2 separate regions of the Bombyx mori genome follow, and region 2 is linked to region 1. A link is a contact called in public Hi-C data. All regions are on one chromosome and are shown on one strand. Each heading gives the region's core, a stretch centred on a gene start, on an enhancer-like site or on the middle of the called end of the contact. The rest is flanking DNA. Distances are from core to core; before and after follow the strand shown.

The links. A called contact is a pair of places that touch in the nucleus more often than the background predicts.
Region 2: a contact with region 1 is called in a Hi-C map of middle silk gland, with 1.5 times the contacts expected there. The contact joins two enhancer-like sites. A contact is called at or near these places in 2 of 7 Hi-C or Micro-C datasets (middle silk gland and posterior silk gland).

What each region holds. Positions count from the first base shown.
Region 1 is chr2:5,462,611-5,470,336 of ASM3026992v2, forward strand. All of the region lies in intron 1 of ced-6 (ced-6 protein), which reads left to right. Among protein-coding and RNA genes, the nearest start is that of LOC101736997, 9.2 kb to the left of the region's middle. Within about 2 kb of position 2,746, at least 8 of the 8 cell types and tissues checked have open chromatin away from gene starts, as enhancers often do.
Region 2 is chr2:5,495,313-5,503,038 of ASM3026992v2, forward strand. The region is part of intron 1 of ced-6 (ced-6 protein); the gene reads left to right. Among protein-coding and RNA genes, the nearest start is that of LOC119629985, 35 kb to the right of the region's middle. Within about 2 kb of position 4,324, at least 4 of the 8 cell types and tissues checked have open chromatin away from gene starts, as enhancers often do.

The DNA of each region.
Region 1 (7,726 bases), core at 1,496-3,995:
TGATAACTGATAGCCAACTGTTTATAAATTCCAATTAATAAATCACTTAGCACAAAATGACCATAAATAAACGTAAAAATGGTTAATTGTGTCTACTAAAATCTATATCTCTGTACACAAATAAAAATAACTGGCAACAATAACACAAAAGTCGCTGGATCATTCCTATAATGTTGGTACATAATTTCGTAATCCCACGTATCAATCAATTACTTACCGCGAACGATGTGAAAAAAACATGACAAACAACACTCATTCTCATAATAAAATACTATACAGCAAATTTTAGGAATAAGCTTTATCGTCTCTAATTACGTGTAAACAAAAAAAGGAAATCCCGCGTAAAATTTACAAAAAAAAAAAAAACATTTCATGTTAGCGGCGCTTGAAGCAGAAAAGAAAAAAAAACGAACCTGTCCTTTTCTAAATTCATATTTTAGAACGAGATAGAGAAATTGACGGAAATATTATGTTTTTGAATTGTCAACAACGTAATGAGCGATCAAAATGGCGAATGTGGACATTTGCAGCTACGTAAATACGCGGAGCGTGGACCGTGCGTAATATGTACACGAACCGATAAAAGGCTAGTAGTACAATAATAAACAAGTGTTTCTAGTAACATAAGTAATATTGTTATGTTTGAATTCGGAACGTCAAAGGTGTCAACGAGCGACGTCCGCTATGACGCCTTACCCCTTTCCATTTCCAGCCGTCAAGGGCGACACATCTGTTTCTTATTTCTTATAGTCATTAATTTTAAATTCTTTATTTTGTCACTTATAGATATATAAAAATATCAAACTAATAATACAGTCCACTCTTATTCACAACGCAACAGTTATGAATATAGAAATAGGTGAAGACATAATACAAAATTATAAAAAAAAAAAGAAAACTTACTTCGACAAAATATGCAGATTGAATATATTTATCAATGTATGTAGGCGAAATTAATTAATTTTTCATTAAAATTACTTAAAACTATTATTATTGTCACTATCATAATTTCAAAAACAACTTTGTCATTCTCGATAAAATTTAAATAGGGCGACAATATACTATCTATTCGCCCAAAAAAAGTTCTTAGGTACTTACATACATATTTAAAAAAACGGTCGCATTTAGAACCCCTCCTTTTTTTTGAAGTCGGTTAAGAATAGATAAACATCACAATCTCCTCTATCTCTCTCCCTCTCATTATCTCTTAAATTTATTTTAACTATTAGTGGTCGCCTTGTGATCGAATTTCGATCATAATTTATTTAAATTATAAGCTTAAATATCATTAAGGGTCTCTTGCCAAAGACTATACTTCTATAATTATAGATTTCGCCAAGGCTACTCTGTAGGCAAATAATATTAAAGACAAACAATAATAATCTATTCTCAATTTGATCACAGAAATTAAACAATAAACAACAGAGTATGTTATATGCGTATGTGTGTGTCAAATACATAGTAGGGTGTGTAATGTTTTATTTATTTAATTTAATTTATTTATTTAAGGATTACCGACAGGGTTTACAGTAAGACATAAAATAACATTGACATGTATAGAGCAATTGATAACTGCAACTCTAATTAGAGGCAATTACAGCATGCATTACATTAATATATCAATAGAGATTTAACAATACTATTAATAATAATAAAAAATTAAAAACAAAAGAAAGACAACAAGGACAGTAATACCCGAGTACTCAGACCAAGGCTGAGGCTGAGGTTCAACAACAACTTTTTATAATTTTGTTCTTGAATATTGGAATTTATTGATTTAAAAAATATATTAGCATTGTGCACTTCTTGTTTATAATATTTATAAGTGTCGGAAATTTCATACTCCTCCGTCAGCGCAATTTTCGTAAAAAGGGGTACAAAGTTTTTGCTTCACGTATTAATATATAGATTATTTACTAGCCTTAGTTTTACGTTTAAAAAAAAAAACAAATTCGGAAATAGGTTTTTATATAGTACAGTCAACAACAAAAACGAAAATTGAATACCTACTTATAATCTATACCAGACTAATATATCAATTTACAGTGGTTTTTACGGATGTTCCATTATACTACTGAATTCATTCAATTGACTTGAAACTTCGTATCGATGTAGAAAATACATGTACTTAATGGATAGGCTAATATATGAGTGGTGGACTCCCTACACCAGTTGCGAGGGCTTTAATGATGAGAATTGTTGTGGGGGTGAGAAATAATAATGTTAATTTTAAATGCCCAGCGAAGCGGTCGGGTACAGCTAGTTAATATATAGGTTTTGACCGAATATGGTCGAATTTCTTTCGTTAGGCGAACATTAGTTAGCTAAAATAGACAGAGAAGCCACACGGCTCCACTGTCGTTAGGCAGTACTTAGGAATATGGAGAGTGGGGTTACTGGTAACCTTTCCAGTTTATCCTGGACAGATGGGCGAGCACGGCCTCAGACGGGAAATTCTATTTGATAACAGCCACACACAGTGCTTCCGAAGGAGATCCAATAGTTCCCAGGGCAGTTGCTTCGCGAATTCATCCAGTCAAACTGTTAACCTTACAAATTGCTCTTAATTATAAAGTAATGCTGTTTGATAAGCCTCCTGTTGTCAAAATAAAAAAAAAAAAATAAACAGAGAAAGCTCGTTCTTATTACATTTTTAAAATAATTCTAGTAACACTTGCGTTTATGAATATACCATTCGGTTGTTCTGTTGTCTGTTCGCGGAAATACCAAAACATCGCGATGACACCGCATGGTACAGATTATCCTCTGTGACGTACGCTCGGCCAGCCGGTAGAGGACGGCGGTAAGCGAGATGACGCACGTGTATTTTATTAATATAAAATTCATATTGAGGGATGAAAGACTATTTGGTTCGAGCGATATTTTTACAACATTACACGAAAGCTATTTAAAGTTTAAAATTTGTAAAAAATATCATAACAAAAAAAAATCGAATCATATGGAATTCTATTCGAATGGAATAAACTTAATTCAAGTTTAATTAAAAACATCTAATCGTTTTTTTTTTACTACCTATTCTAGTAACCTCGAGAGGTTATTCTAGATTCGCCGAACTAGTAGGTGAGCTCACGGGGCTCAAACCTGACGTCGTTGCGAACACGAACCCTAGCAAGAACCGTGCTTCGCAGAATGTACCACCGGATCGGAAACGCCACCCACTGAGAAGATCCGGCGAGAAACTCAGTGGGCTGTGTCGTGGGTTAATTTACTCGCCGAGCCCTTCGTCGCAAGCGACGGGTTCGACGAGAACGATGACCGTTAAAATGACAGGGAATTGCTAATGCTAATGTCAAATAAAACGCACCAAAGATATTACGTCCATAATTACGTCGTCACTTAAATCAAATAGAATTTCACCCCTCGATATGCAGATTAAGATTTAAATCTAAGAGGTCATTCGATGCGCTGATTTTGCTTCTTGTTACGATAACTTTGACGATTATGAGGTATAGCTTTTTTGTAAGTCTTCGATGTTGGGCCGAAGCATTCAAATTATTGTGTCGTCACCGTGCTTAATACAAATGAATAGGATGTCTTGATTTTGTGAAAATTCAATTAAAAGACTACGGTACATATGTACGTAGTAAATAACTGAACTAAAAAGAGGAGAATGTTCTAAAGCAATATTAATATATACTTGTTTACTGTTCACATGCTATAATAATAATAGCTAATGAAAATAATTAATTTGATTGAAAAAACCTTATGAATTTATTGTGCTATCATTAGTCCTTGAGGAGTGTACTAAATTTCAATTGGATTGGACGTTTTGAATTAGGTAAAAATCACGTTAAAATATTTCGTTACACACATACCTACGTTCGTGTGAAGTTCATAAAAAGGTGCTAAAAAAGTTTACCCTTCCCATTGAATTGAAAAGCTTATCAGAACTACAGTCAGTAGTAATAATATTTACGTTAACTATTTCGGGAAATTCCAAATCCCTTAATGCCCAGACCGTTGTAACTAACTTGAGACCTTAGAACTTATATCTCAAGGTGGGTGGCACATTTACGTTGTGGATGTCTATGGGCTCCAGTAACCGCTTAACACCAGGTGGGCTGCGAGCACGTCCACCCATCTAAGCAATAAAAAAAAAGACCTAAATTTGATAATACACTTTTTCAAAGACCGTTGTGAAGTACACAAAATAAGCACAACGGATAAAACACGAGATCCGGTTGCATAGATAAAGCAGCCGGATCCAAATTTTCTTTGACCGGGAAGTCTCGCCGTATCGAAAACTAGGAAATAACTGTTTGATTAACTGTTGTTTTATTGTTTAGATGTTCTCTGGGAGCTTTCTTTTCAATCTATACTAATACATAAATCTACAGTGGTTTTTACGGATGTTCCGTTATAACTACTGAACCATGCATCCGATTGCCTTGAAACTTGGTATCCATGTAGAAAATACATGTACTTAATGGATTGGCTAATATTTATATGAGCGTTGGACTCCCTACACCAGTTGCGGGGGCGTTAATGATGAGAATCTTTGTGGGGGTGAGAAATAATAATGTTAATTTTAAATGCCCAGCGAAGCGGACGGGTACAGCTAATTGCTTATATTTTCATTGAACTAAATTGATTTGAATAAAATTGTTTTCATTTCGTTACATACAATATTCAAGTGGTAGATCTTATTAAAGTAGTAAAAATTATTTCTGATCCAGTAGTAGATTCACGAAAGCATTCGCGAAGTAACTGCTCTTGAACTGTTTGGTCTCCTTCGGAGGCATTCGGGCGACTTCAGAGATATTTTAGTAATATTGGTAGATAATTTTGTCCCGTTGGAATAATTAGCGATATAGACAGACGGAAATGAAGAGATTAATATACATAATACATGCATAAAATAGGAGAAATCTGAAGTTGCGTCGGCCTAAAGGATAAGACGCCCTGTGTACTCTTGTCAAGCCATGCGACTATACCAGTGTTCGAAGGAATGTACAAATTTTCCTACGAGTTTATACATGGATATCAGTCATCTAACAGTAACCTGTAAGTATCACCGTCCTGCCTATTACTGTCGTAAAGCAATAACGCGTACCTGTTTGTAGAGTTGACAACAAGGCTTAAAAACCCGCCCTTTAACAATCATACAAAGAACGGCAACCCTACCTAAGCTGATAGCCTTAGGGGCTATTTCAGCGTAACCCTAACGTTTGTAGGTGAGCTCACGGGGCTCAAACCTGATGACGTTGCTAACACTTTTTTTTTTTCGGGTAGAGGGCCGAACCTCCTACGAGGTCCCCGCGCAAAAGGGGCGCGCGGGGTATGTGAGACTCAACGATCTGCAGGTTGCTAACACGAACCCTAGCAAGAGCCGTGCTTCGCAGAATCTACCACCGGATCGGAAACGCGACCCACTGAGAAGATCCTGCGAGAAACTCAGTGGGCTGTGTCTGAGAGTTAAAAAGTTATTGTAAATAAATACGTCGCATTTAGATAGAACTCAAAGCCAGAATAATTTCGAAATATGAAAAAAAAGCATACACATTACTTTACTACACTGAACTGATCTCGATAATATCACAAACAAAACAGGAATACCCGACTATCCAAAAAAAAAAAACCCGTTTGTCATTTTGAAACAGAAAAATCTGTGAAAACAATAACATTTTATTTATAAAAAACTACATGCTTAATTGCTGTATGTCGGTAAGTAATTGGACGTAAAAAAAAAAAATAATAATACAAGAAAACAAAGCTTAATTACGGCTAATTCATCAACGAATGATTCGCGCAATGTCATTTGAGCAACAATACGTGTTTCGTGTGACCTTGTCGCGAACAAAGGTTGCCTCTTTATAATGCACTAAAGTTTATTTATTTATTGTATTATTAAGTGCAATTGTTTATGAAGTGAAATTCGGCATTTCCTGTCTTTCTTTAAGCGTGTATTAATGAGAGTGTTTTTGCTAAGAGTCCTAGTTGTTTTTTGTTGATGTTGTTAAATGTCTCCCATCAAAAAAATTAATAATGCTTTCTTATTTTAAAGGGATTTTATGACCTGGTAACAAAGACCTTTAAGTCATGTCTTCTTTTAATTTATATTCTTATTTTTATGAAAAATGATAATATGGAGGGAAATGAAATGAGGATGATTAACTTGAGACTTTAATCAACTGGGAACAAATTAAATGAAATGATATGAGATGATATGGAATGAAATATAATCTCAGTAAAATGGTGGTCATTTACTGAGATTTTTTCAGTAGACTTTTTGGAAGATCCCGAAAAGTTACGTCCAGCGGCTTTGTTTCATTTTCCCACATTTGTGCACTTTCACAGATATTAAACAGTTAATAAACCACCGTTATTAAACATTTTAACCTGAAGAAACAATAAATAGACAAAACAAACAAACAAATCAAACAACTTCACTCCTCATGTTCCCGCCAAAAAGTTTTTTTTAAAACAGAATTTGGAAAATCTTCAAAGAATTTGAGGAAGGGTATTTCATTTTAAGTACTGAGACGGGTGTACAATCTTCCTTCCATCTGGAGTCAAGTTGTTACCGAAGCCCATAAATATCAACAACTTAAACCGACTTTCACCCTAAGACATGAATTCTAAGTCACAGTTTTATAGTAAAAGGCTGCCTTGACCCACCCTTCTTAATACCGGAACGCAGTAATGGTTCGCTGCAGAAATAGCCAGGGTAGGACATGCCTAATCGTATGGATTCACCTACCACCAGAATCGGAAGACGTAACATGTATTTTGAAACTCACTCCTAAAATAAGATAATGTTTTAAAATTCCGTATATCCAAATAGCCAAAAAAATTATCTATACTATTAATATTATAAAGCTGAACAGTTTGTTTGTTTGAACGCGCTAATCTCAGGAACTACTAGTCCGATTTGAAAAAATCTTTCAGTGTTAGATAGCCCATTTATTGAGGAAGGCTATAAGGCTATATAACATTACGGTACGACCAATATAAGTGGAGCACCAATAAATAATGTTTCAATATATTTTCACTTTCTTTGTAAATGAAGTGGGGGGTAAAATTTTGCGTTATGCCAAAGTAACTATTCCACGCGGACGGAGTCGCGGGCAAAAGCTAGTATAAAATAAAGATAATTACGTCGGGCACAACTGCTGACTGACGCAAGTATGCAAAGGCAGATCTTCGGCGAACTCAACTGCTGAGTTGTGGAATTGGCAGACGACGCCGCGAAGCCATCCGCTGGACCGGTGGTCTGACACCGCTTCCGTTAGATTATAAAACATCCTCCGCGTGGCCCGCAACTTGACTAGATACATAATAATAACAATAATAATAATAATAAAAAAGCTCGACCCTAGCCCGAATGTAAACAAGCCCTCCAGGTACCACAACCAAACTCAATTTGGACGAGAAATTGCTCGAACAATGATTTATCATTCAAACACTGCGAGGCCAGAAGGACTGACCCCATATAAAGTAAAATCGGCCAAAAAAAAAAGAAAAAAAACAACTATATTTTGCGTCATTTTGGTCTTGCCAGAGAATAAATCTAAGTTTGTACTTAAAAAGGACTATTCCAAAATAATAGATCCCGCTAAGCTCGAATTTGCACAATAAATCCGACCAAACCGACCCAAAATGAAAGTTTAGTGCTTAAAGCAGGTCTGAATATTTTTTGAGACTGCTGTGATACCGTTATTAGAAATTCAACATGGAATTCTCGAAGATTAAAAATCAACTTTTG
Region 2 (7,726 bases), core at 3,074-5,573, 34 kb after region 1:
TTAGACGTTTTAAATGTTATTGTATAGTCAATGTTTTCTGAATTCTATTGTATTAAATGAATAAAATCTTGTAAATTTCAAGGAATGCTCGTGGCAAGCGATCTTCTTTTTTTTATGATTGAAAGATTACTGGTGGCCCGGAGGCCTTTCCAGCTTCACCAGGACAGGTGGGCGAGCAAAGGCTCAGCCAGGAGGGGTGGCATTTGCTAACAACTGCCCGAGCGCCTCCGAAGGAGACCTAACAACTCAAGAGCAATTGCTTCGCGAATGAATCTACTACCGGATCTCACCGGCGAAACTCAGCGGGCTGATGCATGGGTTAGGTTGCACGTCGACCTCTTTGTCGAGTTCGGCGAGTACGGTTAGCGGGATCCATAAGCCTGCTCCTAGTGTTAGAGCTGAAGGTATCTAATGCAAGAGTTATTGGATCTGATGGATCCGTAAGGCTCTTGGCACTATGGAATGAGTTTCCATTTTGTGTCTTCAGAGAATAACGTGTCTTTACTGAAACAGATTCGGGCTATAATGAGACTATTTTACGTTACACAAATCGCCAAAACAACTTAAACAAAACAAAAAAAATTATTAATACCTTTTTTAAAGGTTTATTTAAATGAAATAGTAATCAAATCAAATCAAAAATTTTTTTGTTATTCAACATTAATGAAAGTACATACTTGTTGAACGTCAAAAGAACTACCGCCAATTCACAAGAACTAGCCTCCGTCCTGAGAAGAATTGGCAAGAAACTCAGCGGGCATGTCTTTTTTTTTTAATATAAAATTAAAATTTTTTTTTTTTTAATATTAGGTTGTTTTTTTTTAATATGAATTTTTTACAATGAGTATTATAACGTAACAATTACTACAATATTGAAATGCCCGGAGCGAGCAACTCATTCCCACTTTGTGCAATCTTCTAGATAATCATTGACTTTATAGTAAGCTTTATTGCACAGATGTACTTTAATAACGTTTTAGCCCCTAAACAAGAAAGCTTTATAGTCTGAAATTTCATAATGGCGTGTATTTTGAAACCAGCCCGTTCTAAGACCGCGTGAGTCACAAGAAACGCTTATAAACTAGATACAAATGCGATGACTCAACGCCTCTCACTCGCAGAGCCCATGTTTATAATAAACAATACGAAATTATCGAAAAAACCGGTACCAATTTATTATTCTAAGTTTATGATTCGTTTTTTTTTTATTCAATTTTGTAGTCTATACGAACAAGCGCTTTTCAACATCACTGAAGATGTAAATGAGGTTATTAACTTGTATTATGAAGACATTATATTGTTATTAAATAACCTTGCAGTTGCGAATGTTTTTTTTTTTAGATCTAATCGTAATTTCTTTTGATTTAAAACTCTCTTCCTCAACCTCTACGATTGGCCCAGGATACAGTTGGATGTGGTATAGGCGGATATCGAGGGGAATAACCTCACCCAGAAGAATTCCAAAGACCGGGCAAAGCGGAGGGGCTTAAGTAGGATAGCGGATCCTGGCACTAGACCAGAAAAACGTTAGGAAGAAGAAAAAGAAACATAAATTATTCTGATAATTCAATAATCAGTTCTCTGTGGAACTTGTTGCGGTGAACAATATGTATTTTGTTTTTTTTTTTTACACCTGCAATCTTTAAGGAACTACAAACTTGCCCTGATCTCAAACGACGAAGCGAATATCTATATTTATCACCGCTGTCATTATTTAATGCGTTTGTGTTTCTCGTTAGTATCTCGTAAACTAAGTTAGCGTATGAATGACCTAGACATACATTGTACGTGTGTGAATAAGCGGCTTTATGTTGCGCGCAAAAATCAATGCCACGACACCGGCCGGCCAATAAAAAAAAAAACAGTTTGACATTCAAAATTTGACATTACATTTGTTTTTTTTTTTTGTTATAGTACCATCGCATATATAGTTATAGGGCCTCGGTTCGCAAACTGTGGAAAACATCTGTCAAGGCTTTAATGAGCAAGAATTCCACACGACCACGACTGCTCTGCCAAGAGCAACCGATTATGATGATGATAGTACCATCAATGCGCGGTAGGGAGACGGTGATTTTGGGCAAGTAGGGTTTCATAAATTTAATTATAGTTGAGAGGAATCGACAAAGGGAATATTTTTCAGCCAGAACCAGTAAAATTGCTCGGTAGACCGGCGTAGGGTTTTTTTTTGGAACGAAGGGTTTGCCTGTGGTTCGGAGTCCTTTAAGTTTTACCAGGACAACTAAGCGAGCACGGGCTCAGCCAGCATGAAGATCCGAATGTTATTGTTCGGAACTTGAATATATGCCAACTTGTTTTGAAAACGTCGTTAGCGCAATTCAGACAAATTTTTGTCAAATATCTTCCCTTCCATGTCAGTAATCGCTACAATTATAACAACAATTATACTAACAGCAATTACTGATGATAGGACCTCTTGTGAGTCCGCACGGGTGTGACCACCCTGCCTATTTCTGCCGTGAAGCAGTAATGCGTTTCAGTTTGAAGGGTGGGGCAGCCGTTGTAACTATACTTGAGATCTTAGAACTTATGTCTCAAGGTGGGTGGCGCATTTACGTTGTAGATGTCTATGGGCTCCGGCAACCACTTGACACCCGGTGGCCCGTGAGGTCGCCCACAAATTTAAGTAATAAAAAAATAATTCATCATTTTTAAAGTTTTAATGGGTTTTTTTTTATGAAATCGTTACATAGGTTAGAAATGTTAATAAAGTTAATTGCGTGTACTCTATGGCTTTTACAATGTAGTTTTTTAATATTGATTATCTAGACAGCACAATAGCCTTGAAAAAGCAAATTTTGTATCCCTTTTTACGAAAATTGCGCGGACGGAGGAGTATGAAATTTTCCACACTTATAGAGAATATAGAGAAGAAGTGCACAATGCTAATATTTTTTTTAAATAATGCATAAAAGATACATTAAAACAATAAAGAAAACATTACACACACTACATACCATGTATTTGACGCACACACGCATGCATACTATTTATTGTCAAACTTTTATTCTTGACGTCTGTTGTCAAATTGAGAATAGATCAAATATTGTCTGTCTTTATTAATATTTTTTATAGTGTAGTCTTAGCGAAATTTGTGATTATAGAAGTATAAAATACAATCATAATAGTGTACAAAATTACAATTCCAATTGATTGTAGTCGAATTTCGACTACCGCGGGACCTCTAGTTGGCAATAAAAGTGTGTTTCTCTTTTGAAATTGTTCGTCTTGATCAAAAGCTTTTTATTCAGTAACCAAGATGATGGTCGAATTTCAATGATTTCATTAACTCTACTAAAAAATATACAGACTGTATGGTCCTAAGACGAAACGAGTGAATTTTAATTTGTGCAAAAATCGCTGTTATATTCTAATCCTCAATACATGCAGTTACTGGTGCATAACTGGATTACTGGTGGTAGGACCTCTTGTGAGTCCGCACGGTTACCACCACCCCGCCTATTTCTGCCGTGAAGCAGTAATGCGTTTCGGTTTGAAGGGTTGGGCAGCCGTTGTAACTATACTGAGATCTTAGAACTTGTATCTCAAGGTGGGTGGCGCATTTACGTTGTAGATGTCCATGGGCTCCAGTAACCACTTAACACCAGGTGGGCTGTGAGCTCGTCCACCCATCTAAACAATAAAAAAAACTTAACAAAGCCCGCAAATAAAATAAAAAAAGCGGTTGTCTTCAAATTAAGAAGCTAAAATTTTTAAAAGATTGTCGTCCATGAGAACTCCCGTGTCCTCATTTTATGCAATCGGTGTCTCGTGAGAAAAAACAACAAGATTTAAATTTTGTTAATATTGCTGTATAATGGCAACATTGTTGAGGCATAGAGATTTTATTATTCTTTATAAAAAAAAAATTTTTTTTTTATATCTTGCATTTTCTTAATTAAAAATTATGTTTCAACTTAATTCAAATTAGTAAATGCGATTTAATATATACAAGGGTGAAGTTTCTTTCATTTTCCTTTACTCCCTATCGTTATTTTCTTGTATACTATTGATCGGAACCCCTTCTCGGGTAAAGGCCTCCTCCGGTTTCTTCCAAACCACTTTGTCCATGGCTTTCTTTTTCCAATGGCTTTTATGTCATAAGCCATTATTATTACTCGCTTAAACCTGAAGAAACATTAAGTTAACAAAATGAAACAATTCACCCACTTCGATCCTCACTTCCCGCCAAAAGGCCGTCTCTAGTAACACAAGTTTGCACAAATGCAGCAGATAAACAAAAAAGATAAAACAATTTAATCATCCGATTACTAATTCCACGCGAGAAACTGAACGCGCAATAGTGATGCGACACCGCGTGTCTGTCTCGATATAAATCATTAAACAATAACGACCTTTGCCCGCGTCCCGTCTCGTATCGATAATGAATTAATCGAATAATGTTATTCGATATGAGTACGCGGAAATAGCACGTATAACAACTACGCAATAACGTCGATAATTATTTGCTTTTGTTATGTTTAGAACCCGTCGAATTTTAAATAAAGAAGAAATAAAGAAGAATGAAAATTCTAATTTGCGTAATCACTGGTGGCAGGACCTCTTGTGAGGCCGCACGGGTAGGTATCACCGCCCTGCCTATTTCTGCCGTGAAGCAGTAATGCGTTTCAGTTTGAAGGGTGGGGTAGCCGTTGTAACTATACTGAGACCTTAGAACTTATATCTCAAGGTGGGTGGCCCATTTACGTTGTAGATGTCTATGGGCTCCAGTAAACACTTAACACCAGGTTGACTGTGAGCTCGTCCACCCATCTAAGCAATAAAAAAAATGCTTTCAGATTCTCAACCCCGAATCACGAATTTTGAATGTGTAATGCGAAAGAAAATGTAGCTTGTTCTTTCTTTATAGTCGCGACACTCTAGACCGGTGTTTCCCAAAGTAGAGTCCTGGCCCCACCAGTGGGCAGTTTGATAATTAAGGAGGATAATCGCACTAAATTAATATAGAAAATCTGTATGAAAGTTAATTTGAATTTTAGTTTGTTTATTATATGTTTTGAAATATTTTAATACTTATGTGTTTTGATAAAAATTCCATAGTGATTTCTTCCAAGAACCTATCATTTATGTTTCTTAAGTGAACAAATCAATTTTTTAATGTTAAAACTTATGTATGGGTTGCATAAAAATTTTAGAAACGTTACAGTGGGGCATGACACAATAAAGGTTGAGAAACACTGCTCTAGACAGAATGGTCGTATGTATAATTTTTGAAGCCATATTTGAAGCCCCTCGTGATGTCCCGTCACCCCTCTCTGCTCAAGGCCATCTTATTGTACATATTCAAAGCACCTCCAACTTTTTTTTTTTTTTATTGCCGTTGTAGGCAGACGAGCATACAACCCACCTATGGTAAGTGGTCACCGTCGTTCATGGACGCCGGCAATGCCAGGGGCAGAGCCAAACCGCTGCCTATAAATATACCATAACTGCAGACTTGATTTCGACTTGACTAGATATTTTGATTTCATATTGAATTCCAGGGCATGAGGTTGTTAGGAGAGTGTTAACTATGAATGTGGAAGGATTTAGAGGAAGAGGTAGACCTAAGAAGAAATTGATGGATTGTGTGAAAGACGATATGGGTAGGAGGGGAGTGAGCGAAGAAATGGTATATGATAGAAGAGTATGGAAGGAGAAAACATGTTGCGCCGACCCCAGGTGACTGGGAGAAGAGCAGGAAAATGATGATTGAATTCCAGGGCACTACTTAATAATATAAGCAACAATAGCGTTACCAATTAATTGGGAAACTTTTTACTTTGAAAGCTTTCTTACGATTAAAAATAAACCGAAGCAAAGTCATAAGTTAATGGACTCTCTCAACAAATGAAAATTTCATTCGTTCTGTGTTATTCAAGAAAAGAGCATATTCTTACCTGAAGGGTAGGCAACGCACTGGCGTAAAGGCTGGTGACCGTGGGCGGCGGTGAATCACTTACCATCAGGTGACCCGTCTTGCTCGTTTGCCTCCCGTTGTTATAAAAAAAAAAAAAACATTTTTTTTGCAAAACTACATGCTGATTACGAATAGAGTCAAATGTCATGTCTCCTAAAGCCAGAATCTGGGTTATCGGTTTTTTTTTTTGTGTTTTCTTCGTTGACCGAATTCAAAAAACGGCACAACGATATGCTATCTAACAGCTGTTGGTAACTAACGAATTGGTAATTAATGTTTTTTTTTTTTTATAAAAACAAACAATATTAATCTATTTTCAATTAACTCAATAAAAATATTAACAAAGACAAACTAATAAATGAATAAAAATAATAATTATTTAGGTAAAGCTACTTATAAATAGAAAATCTGCGTTAGCTCACCGCCGGTTGGCAGAGTTCCCAGAAGGCTGGCAGCATTTCCACGCTGGATAGCAATGCTAATTCTTTGTGCAAAATATGTACCGGCCTTCTGGTCTCCCGAGGCCTCAAAACGTTTTTTTTAAGGTCCTTAAAAAGCTTTTAGCAGATGGGCCCCAAAGTTTCCACGTTTTTTTATTAATAATGGTTTTATCGTTTCCTACCCACACCACGTCCTTCTAAAAGGTGGACCAATGATTTACTAAGATTGACGGGGATCCGCTGGATGCAAGCAGCGCGGGACCAATCTTGGGGGATTCGGGGCTTTTTTTTTTATTGCTTAGATGAGTGGACAAGCTCACAGCCCATCTGGTGTTAAGTGGTTACTGGAGCCCATAGACATCTACAACGTAAATGCGCCACCCACCTTGAGATATAAGTTCTAAGGTCTCAAGTATAGTTACAACGGCTGCCACACCCTTCAAACCGAAACGCATTACTGCTTCACGGCAGAAATAGGCAGGGTGGTGGTACCCACCCACGCGGACTCACAAGAGGTCCTACCACCAGTAATTACGCAAATTATAATTTTGCGGGTTTCATTTTTATTACACAATAATGGTATTATCGTTTCCTACCCACGCTACGTCCTTCCAAAAGGTGGACCAATGATATCCTGAGATTGACGGGGATCCGCTGGATGCAAGCAGCGCGGGACCAATCTTGGGGGATCCGGAGCGAAGCTTGGGGAAGGCCTATGCCCATCAGTGGAATTCTGTGGACTGATTGATAGATAGATTATTGGTTCCTACCCACGGTCGCCTTCCGCGTGAGCTGCATATTCAATTGAACAAAAGCCCAAGAAAATCGAACGACAGTAACTCCATTGGTTTTTTTTCAACTGATTCAAGTCCTCAATGTATCTAGTCTTCATCTAGTAATGGACGTTACGTTTTTACTGGTGGTAGGACCTCTTGTAAGTCCGCGCGGGTGGGTACCACCGCCCTGCCTGTTTCTGCCTTGAAGCAGTAATGCGCTTCGGTTTAAAGGATGGGGCAGCCGTTGTAACCCCCCGAGGGAACTAGCAATTTCTTCTTAGTCGTTTCCACTCTTGGCCGACTGGACCTGGTCATTACTTCGGGTGGTGGTGCACTTCACAAGACCTCGCCATTCCTCAGGTACCACATTCTTTCTTGTGCACTCCTCGCACTAAGCAATAGGTCGGCATAACAAAAATTAGTTTACATCTATATATTAATACGTGAAGAATAAACTTTGTATCCCTTTTTACGAAAATTGCGCGGACGGAGGAGTATGAAATTTCTCACACTTATAGAGAATATAGAGAAAGAGTGCACAATGCGATTTCTTTTTTAAATAATGCATA